Regions from separate parts of the Bicyclus anynana genome. Here region 1 is linked to region 2. A link is a contact called in public Hi-C data. All regions are on one chromosome and are shown on one strand. The core of a region is the stretch at or near the end of the contact, and the rest is flanking DNA. Distances in the headings are between cores, read along the strand shown.

Evidence for each region. A called contact is a pair of places that touch in the nucleus more often than the background predicts.
Region 1: a contact with region 2 is called in a Hi-C map of whole larva, with 3 times the contacts expected there. The contact joins two enhancer-like sites. A contact is called at or near these places in 2 of 2 Hi-C or Micro-C datasets (whole body and whole larva).

Annotation. Positions count from the first base shown.
Region 1 is chr16:8,595,724-8,600,180 of ilBicAnyn1.1, reverse strand. It overlaps LOC112044019, which reads right to left. Exons shown (of 12, transcript XM_052886228.1): 5 at 2,404-2,507; 6 at 947-1,051. Among protein-coding and RNA genes, the nearest start is that of LOC112044036, 21 kb to the left of the region's middle. Within about 2 kb of position 1,475, at least 7 of the 8 cell types and tissues checked have open chromatin away from gene starts, as enhancers often do.
Region 2 is chr16:8,518,323-8,522,640 of ilBicAnyn1.1, reverse strand. All of the region lies in intron 4 of LOC112044019, which reads right to left. Among protein-coding and RNA genes, the nearest start is that of LOC112044036, 98 kb to the left of the region's middle. Within about 2 kb of position 2,755, at least 8 of the 8 cell types and tissues checked have open chromatin away from gene starts, as enhancers often do.

The sequences.
Region 1 (4,457 bases), core at 226-2,725, 79 kb before region 2:
AATTTCGTCAAATGGCGCGTAGTCTCAGACCCATCTCTTTCTTTTATATATAATTTAGTCTATTTCTCTGCTTATTATCTCGTTGGTCGCATGTTAGCGCCACTGGACGCATTCTCAAAAAGACACTAATAAAACTATCTCAAGAACACATTTTACTGCTTTTAAGTTATAGGAGCAATTCAGCAATAAAAAATAATTAAGCAATTCATTGCAGCAATTGGTCGAAGTAATGAATCGTCATTCTATCGGATTTATTTTCTGTATGATTGTATGGTTGTAACGATAAAATCACGATGCCCCATATAAGTTTCCTGGGATTCACAGAGCATTTAACTGCATGCGAAGGTTGACATACAGATAAATAAATCAATACCCATAATACCAAAAGTCACGCGTACGTAGCTCTATGTACTTACGTTAGGACCTTAATTAAATTTGCCATTTGAACGGGACAAGGTGACCAGACTTTCTAAACCTGTATCGGAATCGTCTCGGTCGACTAAGTATTTATGTACTTGTAATTCGTCTTAAGTGTTATATGTTCAGTGTTTGTTAGTCTATAACATGTGTATTTATGTATAAATATATATTCAACTATATATTTAGAAGCGGTATATTTTAAAAGCTCGTTACGCCCCTTTCACATGGCAGTCCAGATTTTTGCAGGATGCCGTTTACTGCAGGATCACGTTTGATGGCGAATGTGGTTATTATTTTATATTATTAGTATTCACACGAGCATCTCGAATGCGGGATCTCGCAAAAAACTGATCCCGTCGAATTGTGCCATTTGGGTTTGTCACTAGATACTGTATCCGTAGTCCAGTAAAAAACGGGGTCCCGTTTAATCACTCGTATATATTTCAATAGCAGGGTTCACACGGCTTCCTGCGTGCGGTTTTTTGCTGGTTACTGTTTTTAAGTGTAGGAATGGTAGCTGAGTTACCTGTGCATCAGGCTGCGGCGGCGAGATGTGGTAGGGTCCAGGCGGTCTGTAGTACCGCCCGTAGCACAGCTCCGCGGGGTAATACGGCCCATACTGTTGCAGCACCTGGAACGAAATTGATTACATTATTCTAAAAGTCTCTAGTTACTCATAATTCAACATACTAGTATCCAAGTAGAATATATTATGTTATAATTATAGGTATATTTTAATTTAATGATAAATGTTAGTCCGTCTGCCGTCTTACTAATATCTACTGAGCTATACGAGTATGCCACTGATTTGTATTTACGTATCAGAGCAAGCAAACGAAATCGTTATCATTGTGTGGATTTCCAAGTACGCAGACGGTTTTTTTTTGTAATTAATTAAAACAGATTAACTTTGGAAAATAAAATATATGACTCTAATACTGTGTATGTACCGTTTGTATTTTAATATTGTAATTGGATGGTGGTTACTCATGGGGGGTTGCAGGGCATGGTAGTGTGGCGGGTGGTATTTGCGAGCGGCGAGCGCTCGCTCTGTGTCTGTGCCGCTCTTTTGTACCTTAATATTGTATGTGGATGGTGGTTACTCACAGGGGCGTGCGGGGTATGGTAGTGCGGCGGGTAGTATCTCGTGAGCGCTCGCTCTGCGTTTGCGCCGCTCTCTTGTCTTAATATTGTATGTGGATGGTGGTTACTCACAGGGGGGTGCGGGGTATGGTAGTGCGGCGGGTAGTATCTCGTGAGCGCTCGCTCTGCATTTGCGCCGCTCTCTTGTGTCAAAATATTGTATGTGGATTGTGGTTACTCACAGGGGGGTGCGGGGCATGGTAGTGTGGCGGGTGGTATGTCGCGAGCGCATGCTCTGCGTCTGCGCCGCTCTCATGTATCTTAATACTGTTAGTGGATGGTGGTTACTCACAGGGGGGTGCGGGGCATGGTAGTGCGGCGGGAGGTATCTCGCGAGCGCTCGCTTTGCGTCTGCACCGCTCTCATGTATCTTAATATTGTATGTGGATGGTGGTTACTCACAGGGGGGTGCGGGGCATGGTAGTGCGGCGGGTAGTATCTCGTGAGCGCTCGCTCTGCGTTTGCGCCGCTCTCTTGTCTTAATATTGTATGTGGATGGTGGTTACTCACAGGGGGGTGCGGGGTATGGTAGTGCGGCGGGTAGTATCTCGTGAGCGCTCGCTCTGCATTTGCGCCGCTCTCTTGTGTCAAAATATTGTATGTGGATTGTGGTTACTCACAGGGGGGTGCGGGGCATGGTAGTGTGGCGGGTGGTATGTCGCGAGCGCATGCTCTGCGTCTGCGCCGCTCTCATGTATCTTAATACTGTTAGTGGATGGTGGTTACTCACAGGGGGGTGCGGGGCATGGTAGTGCGGCGGGAGGTATCTCGCGAGCGCTCGCTTTGCGTCTGCACCGCTCTCATGTATCTTAATATTGTATGTGGATGGTGGTTACTCACAGGGGGGTGCGGGGCATGGTAGTGCGGCGGGTGGTATCTCGCAAGCGCTCGCTCTGCGTCTGCGCCGCTCTCTTTTATCAGCGGACCCGCCGGCTGATAGTATCCTAAAAACAAAATAACATAAGGTTACCAAAAAAGAAGAGGAAGAACAAAATACTTAGGTACAAACATCTGCTCGTTGCATCGTTGTCATAATATCTCGTCCTAGCTTTTCGCTTGAAAGGGAAATATTTATGTCCAAAAACATTGTTAATTTATATAATATTTTTGGGGACTATATATTATTTTAAAGTACCTACGTAGGTCCGTTAATTAAATAAACCAAAATTAAAGAGAATAAAACAAAATATATCTTTTATCTAGACACATGTAAAATCTAAAACAATATTTGTTTTTCGCAAACATCAATCAATTAACGTTAAGTCCGCCATTCAATTTGAACGTGTTATCTTTACCTTTATCTATTCAATAGGGCAATTTATAGCCGGGCCCGGCCTATCTAGCGCTAATTCATGCTAATTGACCCGGCATATGCTGACAGTCACTCGTTATATGAAATATAATGTCCAGCCATAATCGTTGTAAGACGATAAATACCTACATATGCAGGAGTATGCGAGGATTAAATGCTAATTCTGATCAATAGCCCAAGTAAACAGACATTATAAATACAAGGCATGTTTCATATTGAATGTTTTATATTTTCTCTACGCGTTCAATAGGTTAAATTTGTATGTGCAACCTTTTTGTGGAATTTATTTAAGTTAGATATGATCGATTATAGTCCAATTTGTTATCATTAACTGCGAAGTTTGACTGGGTTCGTTAGTTTAACGTAACAGACATGTGAATAAAATGTTTTACGATGATGGTATAACAGCAAAACAACACAATGGTTTAGAATAGGTTCCGAAAAAATTAAACTACTTATCAGGTGAAAGCTGACAGTTTGTCTTTTCAAAAAATATTGTACAAGCCTACAATATTAATTTGAGTTTGAGTTTCACAAAAGTAATATGTTTATTATAACTACCAATTACTAAAATGGGTATAAATAAGAATTACTCGTATATCATAAAAAACATAAGTATCGGGATAATTTTCCTCATTCAGTCTTATGTCATTAAACATTTCCTTTGATATGCGGTTAGTTGCAAACTTAAGTTTTCCTTATTATTTCTGTATACATGCATGCTATTCAAGTTTTGATTGTCTCATTGAGTAAAGACAACAAGGAAAACCATTTTGTTTATCTTTACTATTATTATAAAGAGGTAAAGTTATATTGTATCTCTGGATAGAGAGAACCGATTTTGAAAATTCTTTTACCACTAGAAAGCCACGTCATTTGTAAGTATCATAGGTGTATCATTTTGTTCCCGTATTTTTACGGGGACGGGAACTACGCAGGTGAAACCGCGGGGCGTTGGCTAGTTATCATTAAAAGACGATTCTGCGTATTCTTATTTATCTTGTGACTATGAAAATTTGAGATTTTCTTTCCTTATAATTTTCAGTAAAAGTTCTCATGATAGTTATTGACTAATAGATGGACCGACTTTTAACAAAAGAAAGCGACATTATCAATGAGTAACTTGGGCTATATTTTATCTTTGTACTCCTTTCTTTCTTCTTACTTCGTATTCCAGGTACTACGCGGGTCATTATATAAAAAGTAGATTTTTGGGAAATAGAACTTATACATAACATGTTCATGTTGTTCATCAACCCATATTCGGCTCACTGCTGAGCTCGAGTCTCCTCTCAGAATGAGAGGGATTAGGCCAATAGTCCACCACGCTGGCCCAATGCGGATTGGGAGACTTCACACACGCAGATAATTAAGAAAATTCTCTGGTATGCAGGTTTCCTCACGATGTTTTCCTTCACGATGTTTTTCTTCCGATTGAGATACGTGATATTTAATTTCTTAAAATGCACACAAGTGAAAAGTTGGAGGTGCATGCCCCGGACCGGATTCGAACCACCCGGAATCGGAGGCAGAGGTCATATCCACGGGGCTATCACGGCTCTTAATACATAATATGTATTCT
Region 2 (4,318 bases), core at 1,506-4,005:
AGTTACAGTTTTTCTATTATATTATTGTTCATCTATTTCGTTAGTAAATCATGATGTACATATAATGAACGATAAAATATTAGAACGTAGAAGCAGAGCATTAAACAATAGTATTGATATTCAATTCGTTAATTTGTTTATTACCTGTTTATGGATAAAATAAACAAACTACCTCGATTTTGGTTATTAATTCAACGATTTAATGTAATTATGTTAACATCGCGTAACTGAAACACAATATAAAGCGTCGAAGTCAGCAAATATTAATGATAATTGCACGCCACCTGTAGCTCCGCATATCAATCAAAGCGAGCTAAATAACAATAAATCATGATTTGACAGAATTACAGTTGACTGTCACTTCTTGCCAACAAATTGTTAAACACTTAATCGGTGTAAGTGATATTGTTGGAGCGGTGTAAATTTCTGCGATAGAGTTATCGTTGAGGGCCGCAGGGCTAGAGAAAGTGCCTTTCTCTCGGCCTGCCTACCACGCGCTATATACCGCTAATTTAAACAAGCATAATATGCAGCATTTCGATAAAACTTTAGACGACCTAGGATTTTATTGAAATTATACTGAGGAGTTTGTAAATAAAATAGACTTACAGACATAAATATTATCAAATTAAAGGTATCAACAAAATTTGCAAATCTCGCGGATTTCCTTATTTTTTTAGGTATCTCGTTAGCATTTTTTGGTTAAACTTCAACAACAACCACATCAACAACAACAATATAAAAAAACAAACAAATAAATAACACAACAAATAACCTTCGTAGTGTTATGTCCAGAAATAATATGAGTCGAATTTTAGCGATAATGGATACCGCATATAAGCCATAAGAACTCAAGAAACAGGAGGTCAAACATTCCAATCAATAATATTTGTTATTTATTTTCTTTAATAAATATTTATTTCAGTCCTTTGATGCAACATTAAAACTATGTGAAGGGATAACTAATTATTTCAATTTTAATTAAAACGTAAACAAGAACGTTGAAATTGTTGGAATAAAGTTGTTCAAAGACAAACTTTCTCAACCTGCGGTTATGTTAAATTAGCTAAACAAAAGATTAACCAGAGGGTAAAAGCCGTTGTGTTATAGTTAGCGAAGTTTAAAGTTTCAATGCATTCTGTGGTATCTTAAATCCGAGAGCAGAGAGTCCCAAGAAAATGGAGCACAATTTAATCAGTCTGACGTAACTAGAAGTAGAAGAAATCCTAGAAGTACCTAAAAATAAACTTTTAAGTAGTAGTAAATTACTTTTAGGGAATACGGATATCGGTATTTATGCAACAATCATTGTTTCGAATTAACAGAAAGGAATTCTGGCTTTATCTATGAGGCAAATGTCTGTATATACCTAATTAAGCGTTAATTTATCATGGCATGTATCAAACTAAATTAATTGCTTTAAACAATTTGCATTGTTGTAATAAGGGCTACTTTAGCGACGGTGGCATTTGTCTGATTCTAAACTTATTCATTCTTAACTTAATCAAGTTTGTAAAATATTGTAATGCCTGAAGAAATTATTAGTTTATCTTTAGGTATTATTTTAATGAAGACCTACTTTTTATAATAGAATAAACAAATAACAATGTTAACTTGTTTTAAAATAACGTTAAGTAATACGTTTGCAAAAAGTTGTTACATTTCATATTATTTAGCTAAATATACATCCGATTTTAAGTTACTATCTCAAATGACATATTGCGCAGTAGATTTTTTGTCACAAACTTGTCCCTTATCTTGCGATAATAATAAATTATTATTACACTTTCGTTTGTTTTCGTTACTTGAATAGGTTTTACTTTATCTCTTAATTTTATCCTCGACAACTAATCAATGATAATATGTTTTTGCTAATGGTCCTTTTTCAAACTCTTTCTGATGTTTATAATTTGTTTAAATATTGCTATCTTTTGTCAGATTATGTGCTGAAAATAAACAGTACTATAAATAAAGTTGATCTATAGGCTTATTATAAGTTTTCCTCTTCGTAACAGTTTGACTTTTGTATAAGTGGGACACCTCGATGGCACTAATTGATAGCGATGACAACGGCAAGCTCACCGTAAATATTATAACGCTTTTAAAATAGTCCTATAATTATAGAATACAGTAGTAGTAGATCAAAATATTTTGGTAATACTGAATAATAAATATTTAAAAAGACGTTTTATCTTTAACTAAAATAAAGTAAATGACAGTGGCGATCTAAAGAATTTTTAATCAAACTGAAACTAAACGGATTGAGCCGAAAAAATGATGATTAAACTCTAATGGAGTCATATGAATGTTATTAAACAGCTTAAATGGCTAATATAGGGCAGCTCTCATACAGGCGATAAAAGCAGCTCGCTACAGATCAAAGGCGGGAGGCACAACTATTAGTTAGTTAGAAACTGATCTGATCAGTAGACAACATGTAGATTCGGTAGCTTCAATAGAACCGGCCGGAACTCGTTTCGCAGTTCACACAATACGGCAATCCACAATTTCTTTGCACGATCTGATCAACGCAGCGGACACTACACCGCTATACGTGACATTTATTTACATGTACTGATGTTTCGATTTGCACTGTTTTCATATATCCACTTTGGCACAACACGACACGAGCGAAGGAGCGTTAGATTGAGGTTATTTCACGAACGGAAGCGGTGCGCAGATAGTGCGTCGTGTTTACGGTTGGCGCGGCGCTTTTCTGCGGCGTGCGTGCGACCGCCCGCCTCCGTGGTTGACAGTCGACTGACGTGAAGTGGCGTGTACTAAAGAAAGCTGCGTCGTAGCGCTGTGGTGGGGGGAGGAGGGCACACCTGCGGCGGGAGCGCCTCTAGCGGACGAGGCGGACGAAGCTTCCCGCTGAACTACGCAATAATCGCTTGATAAACTTTCTCATTAGGCGCGCCTAACCGTGTGACCGTAAGCTCGTTTCTGTACATTTTAATGTAAGCAATACGAAAACATGCATAAAGGCAATTTACACTTGCGCGTGTTGTTGGGATTTGTACTCCTTCGAGCTTTCGTTAGCGCTTGCGCTGAGAGGTAGCTGTTGCATATTTGTTGCATAAGAAATGTTCTTGCATATACGTAAATGTCACATTGCGTTGGTAACACTGCATGTAAATATGCCTACGTAACGATGATGTATTGTTTGGTAATGCAAATTTCTGTTTTATTAAACTACAGATGTTTTATATTTCACCGAATACGTTAGGGATTTTATAGTTGATTGCTGAGATTTTAAAACAAAAAAAAAAAAATTAGACATCAAATATTTATCAATAACTATAATTATTTAATAGATTGGGTTTAAGCTCAAGTTTTAGGCATTGATCTTATTTTTACTTTTATATATAACACCTCCTTTCGAGATTGGGATATAAAAACCATTGTATTGAGTACAAAAATAAGTATCAAAATCAAAAAACATTTCAAGTCGTAGGCAGTTAAAATCGTGCACCATTTACGTACGAACAGTTGGTAACATTTGGCGTACAATTATGCGTTTTACCGAGAATTCTATATCGCAGATTTCCTACAAGCTCCTGGTTTTAATAGCTGTAATCATAAACATTTCTTAGGTAGGTAGGTAAAATGCGATGTTATGTATTTTTACAGACAGATATTTAATTATTAGTAAGGTTTTCTTTCTTGTTGGTCCATTTAGCCTATACCTATAGCTTTCCTCCTTACCTCCTGGGTTTGAGCGCTGGGTCAAGCTATACAATATTGATAGATAATATAATAGCCAAAAGCTTCGACCAACCCATAAGAAGCTTTCGCTTAACTGCTTGATCAAGGGTCGGATACAGAAGGCAGTGATTCTTAAAATGGCGTGTATTGTATGGAGATTTCTCACTCTGGAACCCTGAACACCGGTTGATTGGGCACACTAAATGCTCCGCAGCGGAAGAGTGGATTTTTTTTATAAATTATTGATAGTGTTTTGTAAATATATAGCTATCACAGCCCGGTAAATATATATCTACTAGCGGACGCCCGCGACTTCGTCCGCGTGAAACTCGATGTAAGCTTTCAACTACCCCTACCCTACCCTACCCTACCCCACCCCTACTTTTTCCTGAATTTTCTTTGCTATAAACCTCACGGAGCCCGAGACCTTTCCAACGAATGCAAAACCGTGGAAATCGGTTTGTGCGTTCTGGAGTTATAGCGTCAGGAAGGAAAACCCGACTTATTTTTATATAGTAAAAAAAAAGATCATAGACTAGGACATAAATATCTATATGGATATGTTATCATGTATAATGGACAATATTATTAAATTAGAAGATAGGAAAAT